Linked DNA regions of Macaca mulatta: region 1 is linked to region 2. The links are chromatin contacts, called in public Hi-C maps. All regions are on one chromosome and are shown on one strand. The core of a region is the stretch at or near the end of the contact, and the rest is flanking DNA. Distances in the headings are between cores, read along the strand shown.

Region 1 (3,683 bases), core at 202-2,701, 55 kb before region 2:
CTGGCCTCAGCCCACCCTCCCTCCTTACCCTACCCACTTCTTGGCCAATCTCAAACTCTCCCTTAGCTTCAGCCACCATTCGGACCACAGATTAGCCAGCTTGTGACTCTCCAAGCTGTATCTCCAGCCCCGACAACTCCTTTGAACTCCAAAATTATAGACCCAAGTGCCTTCTGCACACTTTCCATCTGGGGGTATCTCAGCATTGCCAGACCAGGTTCAAAGCTAGACCCCCTCCTCCCCAACACCTGCTCAGCATCCTGCATTCCTGTCTCAGGTGGTGGCTTCCACCTAATCACCTAGGTGTCATCCTTGGTGTCTCTCTCCTCCACCTAAACAGCCAATCATATTGCCAAGTCCTATCCATTTTCCTCCTAAATATTCCTCAGATCCAGCCCTTCCCCTTCCTCCCTATACCTTGTGTCCCAGCTCAGGCTATAATCCCTCGATAACAACCTCCTTCCAGCCTCCCTGCCCCCAGTCTTATCTCCCATGCATTCATCATCCCAGCAGCCTATCTGTACAGGTTCCTCCCTGCCTCAAACCCCTTCTGTGATTCCTCTGTCTGAAGAGATGAAGTCCAAGTTCCTTAATGAGGCTCCCTTTGATATGACCTTTCCACCTTTACAGCCTCTCCTCAGCCACTCGGGCCTGCCCGCAGAGTCGACTTCATCTTGAAATTTTTCATTTTGTAACAAAGGGCCATGCATTTCCATTTTGCACTGGACCTCACAAATTACGTTGCCCGTCCAGCCTGCCTGTTGTTGCTTGCACCCCTCTTGCAGTTTGTGGCCACCTAAGCTGTGTCTCTGTAGTCTCCTCCATCTAAAACTCCTCTTCCCACATCACCCAGCTATCTTCAGCAAACTCCTCTTCCCACATCACCCAGCTATCTTCAGCTGTTCGTTTAGACTCCATGTAGGTGTTCTCTTTGGGACGTCTCACTGATCCTCCTCCTTCCCCTTCCCTGCCCTAATCGCCCAACACGTTGCAGGTGCTCAACCATGTCTACTTGAGAAACTTAATGAGAAGGCAAAGCATGACAAGTGCCACAAGAGACCTGTACACTGCTCTGGATGGTAAAGTGACGCAAGAAGGGAAGAAGGCATTTGCAACGGCCTCCCAGATCGGCGCTAGGACCCCGCCAGCAGACACCTCAATCCGCACGGAGAGGATCCAGTGCCCGCCTGGGCAAGCTGCTGCCAAGCTGGGCTCTCGGGCGCCGCCTGCCTCAATCGCACGGCCGCTGCAGCGCACCCCCGCCAGTCCCCGGCCGTGAGCCCGCCTCGCGTCTCCGATTGGCTGTCTCCATTCTCCCGCCCCTCCCGAGCTCAGCCTTTTGGAGCCTTGGGGTGGGCGGGGCTGGAGGCCTGAGTGGAGCGTATACCCTGATAGGCTGTACGGAAGGCGGCGACGTGGCCGAAGGAAGCCCGTTTGTGTCTAGACTGAAGCTCGGCCATAACGCCACTGGATTGGTGGTGGCGGGGGCGGGCCAGAGTCTCCGGCCTGAAGCGGAAGTGGAGGAAAGATGGAGGTGTGGGGACAGGAGCTGGGTGTGCTGGGAACTGGCCGCGGACCCCTAACCTATGTCCCCGGTCTCCCTCCGGGCGCGGCTCAACCCAGCCCATCGCTCTGGCCTTGTTCTGGCCCTGCAGGGTGGTGGTTGGGACCGTGAAATGAGCGCGCGAGTGGCTCGTCCTCCCAGCCGCGCTCACGCCCCCCTCCCCACCGTGTTTCCCTCCAGGACCATCAGCACGTGCCCATCGACATCCAGACCAGCAAGCTGCTCGGTAGGAGGGGGCGCCACCGCTTAGCTGGCTGTCGGGGGGAGGCCTGTTCGTTGCCCCCTGTGTCCAACAGCTGGGAGCTCTGACGCCTGAAAGCCGGGGTCGAGGTGCTGACCACTGGCTTCGTTCTACGCCCCACGTGTGGCCAGACCTGCTTCCCTGAGAGCAGCCGGAAGGAACCATATGTAGAGTCTGTTTGACCTGTGTTTTCTCCTTTAATAACATGTTATCTATCATTCAGGGATAGGATAAATGACTCGCTTTAAAAACAGTCAACCATGGCCGGGCGCGGTGGCTCATGCCTGTAATCCCAGCACTTTGGGAGGCCGAGGCTGGCGAATCACCTGAGGTCGGGAGTTCGAGACCAGCCTGACCAACCTGGAGAAACCTTGTCTCCATGTCTCCATGACTAAAAATACACAGACACAAACACAAAATTAGCCGGACTTGGTGGCACATGTCTGTAATCCCAGCTACTCGGGAGGCTGAGGCGGGAGAATCGCTTGAACCCAGGAGGCAGATGTTGCGGTGAGCCGAGATCTCACCATTGTGCTCCAGCCTGGGCAGCAAGAGCGAAACTCCATCTCAAAACAAAAAACAGTCAACCGGCCGGGCGCGGTGGCTCAAGCCTGTAATCCCAGCACTTTGGGAGGCCGAGACGGGCGGATCAGGAGGTCAGGAGATCGAGACCATCCTGGCTAACACGGTGAAACCCCGTCTCTACTAAAAAATACAAAAAACTAGCCGGGCGAGGTGGCGGGCGCCTGTAGTCCCAGCTACTCGGGAGGCTGAGGCAGGACAATGGCGTAAACCTGGGAGGTGGATGGAGCTTGCAGTGAGCTGAGATCCGGCCACTGCACTCCAGCCCGAGCGACACAGGGAGACTCCGTCTCAAAAAACAAAAAAGCAGTCAACCACTAAGTGGCACATTTGGAACTTAAGTCTGTCTGACCCACTGTCCATGCCCTTTGCATTAGGCCAGAAAAAAAAAAAAAAAAACACCCCTCATTTAAAAATCTTCACCTCCCACTTGATTTTAGGAGGAAGAGAGACCTAAGACCCAGTTGGAAATGAAGACCTTTTAGTGTCCAGGCCATCTCCAGGTTATCTGTATGGGGCCTGCATGCTTCCTCCCCAGTTCATAATCAGGGAAGGCCTCTTCGTCTGATCACAGCTCCTGGCATTTTAAAATGCTTATTGGATTCATGGATTTGATGCCAGTCTTGTCCTTAAGATGGTATCTGACGGCCGGGCGCGGTGGCTCAAGCCTGTAATCCCAGCACTTTGGGAGGCCGAGACGGGCGGACCACGAGGTCAGGAGATCGAGACCATCCTGGCTGACACAGTGAAACCCCGTCTCTACTAAAAAATACAAAAAAACTAGCCGGGCGAGGTGGCGGGCGCCTGTAGTCCCAGCTACTCGGGAGGCTGAGGCAGGAGAATGGTGTGAACCCGGGAGGCGGAGCTTGCAGTGAGCCAAGATCACGCCACTGCACTCCAGCCTGGGCGGCAGAGCGAGACTCTGTCTCCAAAAAAAAAAAAAAAAAAAAAAAAGATGGTATCTGACTACCCCAGTCCATTGCTTCTAGTTCTGTGACATCAACATAATTTTTCTTTCTGAAAACTTTACAGGAATATAGCAGAGGGAGTATAACTGATACTAGTGTGGGACCCCAGTGTTTGACTGGTTGGCAGAGTACAGGTTCTGAATTCACCACTCTGTGGGGCCATTTAGTCTGTCCTGCTTGGTGGCCATGAGGGGCTTCTTTAGCCTCCCTTCAGATTTGTACTGGCCCTTCAGCCCATGTGCAGTCTTGCTGTGTGAGCTTGTTCTTGGTCATGAAAAGGACCAATAAAATGACTACCATTCATTGAGGGTTTGTTTTGTACCAGGTG
Region 2 (3,740 bases), core at 10-2,509:
TAGCTGGGATTATAGGCACCTGCCACCATGCCTGGCTAATTTTTGTATTTTTAGTAGAGACTGGGTTTCACCATGTTGGTCAGGCTGATCTCGAACTCCTGACCTCGTGATTCGCCCGCCTCAGCCTCCCAAAGTGCTGGGATTACAGGCATGAGCCACTGCGCTCGGTCTGTGACTTTTTACTAATATTCAGATCAAGATAAAGAACATCATTTGATTTTTAAAGGCATCTCTACTTCCGAATATCTCTTAAATCACTTCCTACCTTTTAACCTCCACCCTCACTCCACTGCGGAGTCTAGTCAGTCTCTCCCTCACTTTCTTTCCCCAGTGCCTGGCTCATGGCAAACACTCAAATATTTGAAAGAATGAATCAACAAACAAATATTATTGAATGAATGAGACCCAAATTGGAAGGAAATGGAGGTCTGTAAGGTTGTGCCCAGACTGTTTTGGGTAAATTATTCAACATTACCTGCATCGGCCTCCAAAGTTAAAGGGTATCTAGCAGGAATTTAGAGGTAAGGTTTTTTGGTTTTTTGGGTTTTTTTTCGCTATACAGCAAAGTTTCAAAGGGTGGTTAAGAGCACAGAAAATTTGAGCCTCAGGCGGTGTCCTGCTCATCGCCCCCCTACAACCCACACCCAGGCCTAGCTGGCCCCACCCCCGCCAATCTTTGCAGTCCTGCAAAGCGCCCAGCCCGGCTGCGGTCCCGCCAGCGGGGAGCCATCCATCACCGCCTGGATGCCAGCCAACCCGACGAGCCCCGCCTTCCTGCCAGCCAATAGCCGGAAGGCAGGGGGCGTGCGAGGCTCTAAGTGGTATAAAAGGGATCCCAGGGCCAGGCCGCGCTACCTCTGCGCCCCGGGTTGGGTCTGCGTGTTGCTGGCGTCCTATTCCGCGCCAGAGCCCAGGGGCCGGTGTTTCTGTGCGTGCCGTCTGGCTGGGCCCTGGCTCCTGGGTTCTGGGTTTCAGACGTGTCCTGGTGCCCATTCTGCTGGAGGAAAGAAGAGACCCTGAGGCCCCCTTCCCTTATACACTTGGGGCCGGCAGGATAGCCCACGAGGGCAAGAGGGTGGAGGAATGCAGAAAGATGCAGAGGGACCCTAGGGATGGCAGGAGACTGGAAGGCAGGCCCTGGCTGCCCTCCCACCCGGAACCGCCGGCCGCCCTTCCCGAAAACCAGGCCCCCGCGCTCCCCTCCGCGCCCGCCGACTCCGGCCTGTGGCAGCGCTAATGAGGCCGTCTGGAGGAAGCCGGTGCCAGAGGGCAGGACTCTGGGCGGCAGGCCAGGCTCGTCATCCTGGCGGCTCTGCTGGGCTGCGGGCGCCACGTGGGAGCTGGGGGCACAGCAGCCGGCGGCCCTCCACCCCCAGCGGGGTCTCTGCCTCAGCCCCCAGAAAGCTGGGCCTGCAAACTCGGGGTCCTCGGGAAGGGGTAGCGCCCTTCCCTGCCGGCCCTCCCGGCTCCTCTGGCAGTGCTGCGCAGCCCGCTCTGCGCTGTCCTCTCCGCTGCGGCGTGGGTCCGTCGGCTGCTTCGGAGCAGCGCCGCTCCCAGCAATCCCTCAGCCATCGCGGACGAGGACACCTTTCTGGTCGCCTCTCGTCATTGCCATGCACCCTCAGCTCCTTCCTTTTAACCCAGTACGGTTCCTGTGTGAGCCAGGGGTTCGGATGAGCCTAGGGCAGGGATGCGCGAGAAAGCCACCTGTCCCCAGCAGTTCCCCAATCCGGAGCCCCGCTCTGCGGAAACTGCACCAAACACTTCAACCTGAGCCTCGGTGTTCCCCTCCGTAAAATGGGGAGAGCATGGCGTAATTCACAGGATTCGGTGAGCTAGTTTGTGTGAAGTGCCCGGCTCCTGCCTGTCCCTTTCCATTCCCGTCCCTGCTACATTGGAATGGCAGGGCCGAGGCAGGCGCGACCGCGTTGCTAGGAAGCGCATTTCCCAGTCCCTCCTTGCGGTCGCTTAAGGGTGGTGGAGGGAGCCAAGCCCTGGGTGTGGCCGCGTATTTGCCAAAATACTTCTAGAAAATGTCTCCTTTCTTGTCGCCATAGTAGCCCCTGAACTCCACGGAATTTAACCGAATACTCTTTTTTTCTCCCCTTCCAAGAGTTGCCATTTTGCATTATTTACTCGGATGGATTATGCACCCAGCGCTTACAATGTAAATGTTTACATGACTGTATCATTTTCTCTAATTGTAGAAGTAGTCAAGCCCGTTATAAATGTTCAATCTTAAACAGTTTTATAATGTAGGACTTGAAAACCGCAGGGACAACTTCTATTAACGTCCACGTCTCGCCACTTTCCCTCCCTCGCTGAAATTCCTGTGCCCACGCTGGCGCGGAACTAGCAGGATGGGTCACGCGTGCAGGTTGCTAGGGCAACGTCCTGTCGCCGGTGTCGGAAACCAATGAGTAACGCCCAGGAGCTGGAGTCTGGCCCGCCCTGGGGGCGGAGTTAGTCAGCGGGGCGGCCCCGGCGGGAGCGCGTTTCCCGCCTGTCCCTGCAGGTGGCACTATAAGATCGCGGATGCTTTCCTGGGGCGGGGCTTCCCACAGTGCTCAGCGCACGCGAGGGGCGGGGCCAGGGTGGAGCGTGAGCCACCAGCTGCAGTCCGCAAAGGATCGAGGGAAACGAGCTGTCCCGGGACGCAACGCTAGACAGGCTCAGGGATGGATTTACAGGGACGCAGAAAGTGTACGCGTCAGAGAATGGAAGGGAGAAAACAGAGGTTCTGGGACGGCGACAGAGAAGGGAAGTCGTGTCGCCCAGAAAGGCTATACAATCTCCACTCTTCCCGTTTGTCCCTGGGACACCCTTCCACCCTCCTCTCCCTCCCGACCTGCAATTCTTCACACCCTCTGCAGCGCACAGGGTGCTCAGGACACGTGCACGGTGGGGGCTGGCGATGCTTCCTTGCCCCCACCACCCGAAAGCTTGCAGAGAGCTGTAGTGCCCAGGATGTATGCCAGGATGGAATTCTACGGTTCCAGGCATGCCAAGAAAAATAGCCGTGCTGTTTCTCGGTTTGTTCAGAGGAAGCCTTACTCCCTTCCCTTCTGGAGGCTGGGAATGGAAAAAATGACTCAAGGAATCCCCAGCGGAGCCGCCATATCTGTACTGCATCGCAAAATAGGGGTACCATCCTTTGCTCTCCCCTACCTGGCAGTATGCGCCACACATGGGGCTCCGTGGTATCAGCGTCGCATCCCCCTCCCCCTGGTGTTAAATAGTACCCTTTCCCTTGTCCCACATCTCTCCCCAGTCACACAACCACAGGGACATGCCCCACCGTGGTACTGGATATCCCCACGACGAGCCACAGGAAGTGCAGGGGCCTTTATCTGAAAACACACACACACACACACACACACACACACACACACACACACACACACACACACACACACACACACACACACACACACACACACACACACACACACACACACACACACACACACACACACACACACACACACTTCCTAGGCCAAGAGAGAAGGAGACCCTTGGCAGAAGACAAAAGCAGGTTTATTAGGGCCCTGGGGCCAGGAATGCCTAAGGTATGAGTTAAGGCCAAGGCAGTGAGAAGAGGTGACTCTCCTGAGGCCAAACCTTTGCATCTCAGAATCTCTGGCTGGAGACCTTAGGAATCAGTTCCGGGAGGGACCTGGGGATGCAGAGGGGTCTCTCCTGACCGTGGGATCTCTGGGCTTTTGCCAGGATTGGGGAAA

What was found. A called contact is a pair of places that touch in the nucleus more often than the background predicts.
Region 1: a Hi-C map of fetal cortical plate shows a contact between it and region 2, with 2.6 times the contacts expected there. The contact joins the promoter of CDK5RAP3 here to the enhancer-like site in region 2. A contact is called at or near these places in 6 of 14 Hi-C or Micro-C datasets (blood, cortical neurons, fetal cortex germinal zone and 3 more).

What each region holds. Positions count from the first base shown.
Region 1 is chr16:62,052,588-62,056,270 of T2T-MMU8v2.0, reverse strand. It overlaps CDK5RAP3 (CDK5 regulatory subunit associated protein 3), which reads left to right and starts at 1,451. Exons shown (of 14, transcript NM_001261645.1): 1 at 1,451-1,534; 2 at 1,745-1,790. The coding sequence starts at 1,529.
Region 2 is chr16:61,997,765-62,001,504 of T2T-MMU8v2.0, reverse strand. It overlaps COPZ2 (COPI coat complex subunit zeta 2), which reads right to left. Exons shown (of 9, transcript NM_001266783.2): 9 at 3,523-3,740. Among named protein-coding and RNA genes, the nearest start is that of MIR152, 13 kb to the right of the region's middle. Within about 2 kb of position 1,259, at least 26 of the 40 cell types and tissues checked have an H3K27ac peak or open chromatin away from gene starts, as enhancers often do. A contact at or near this core is called in blood, cortical neurons and fetal cortical plate, where this site is marked.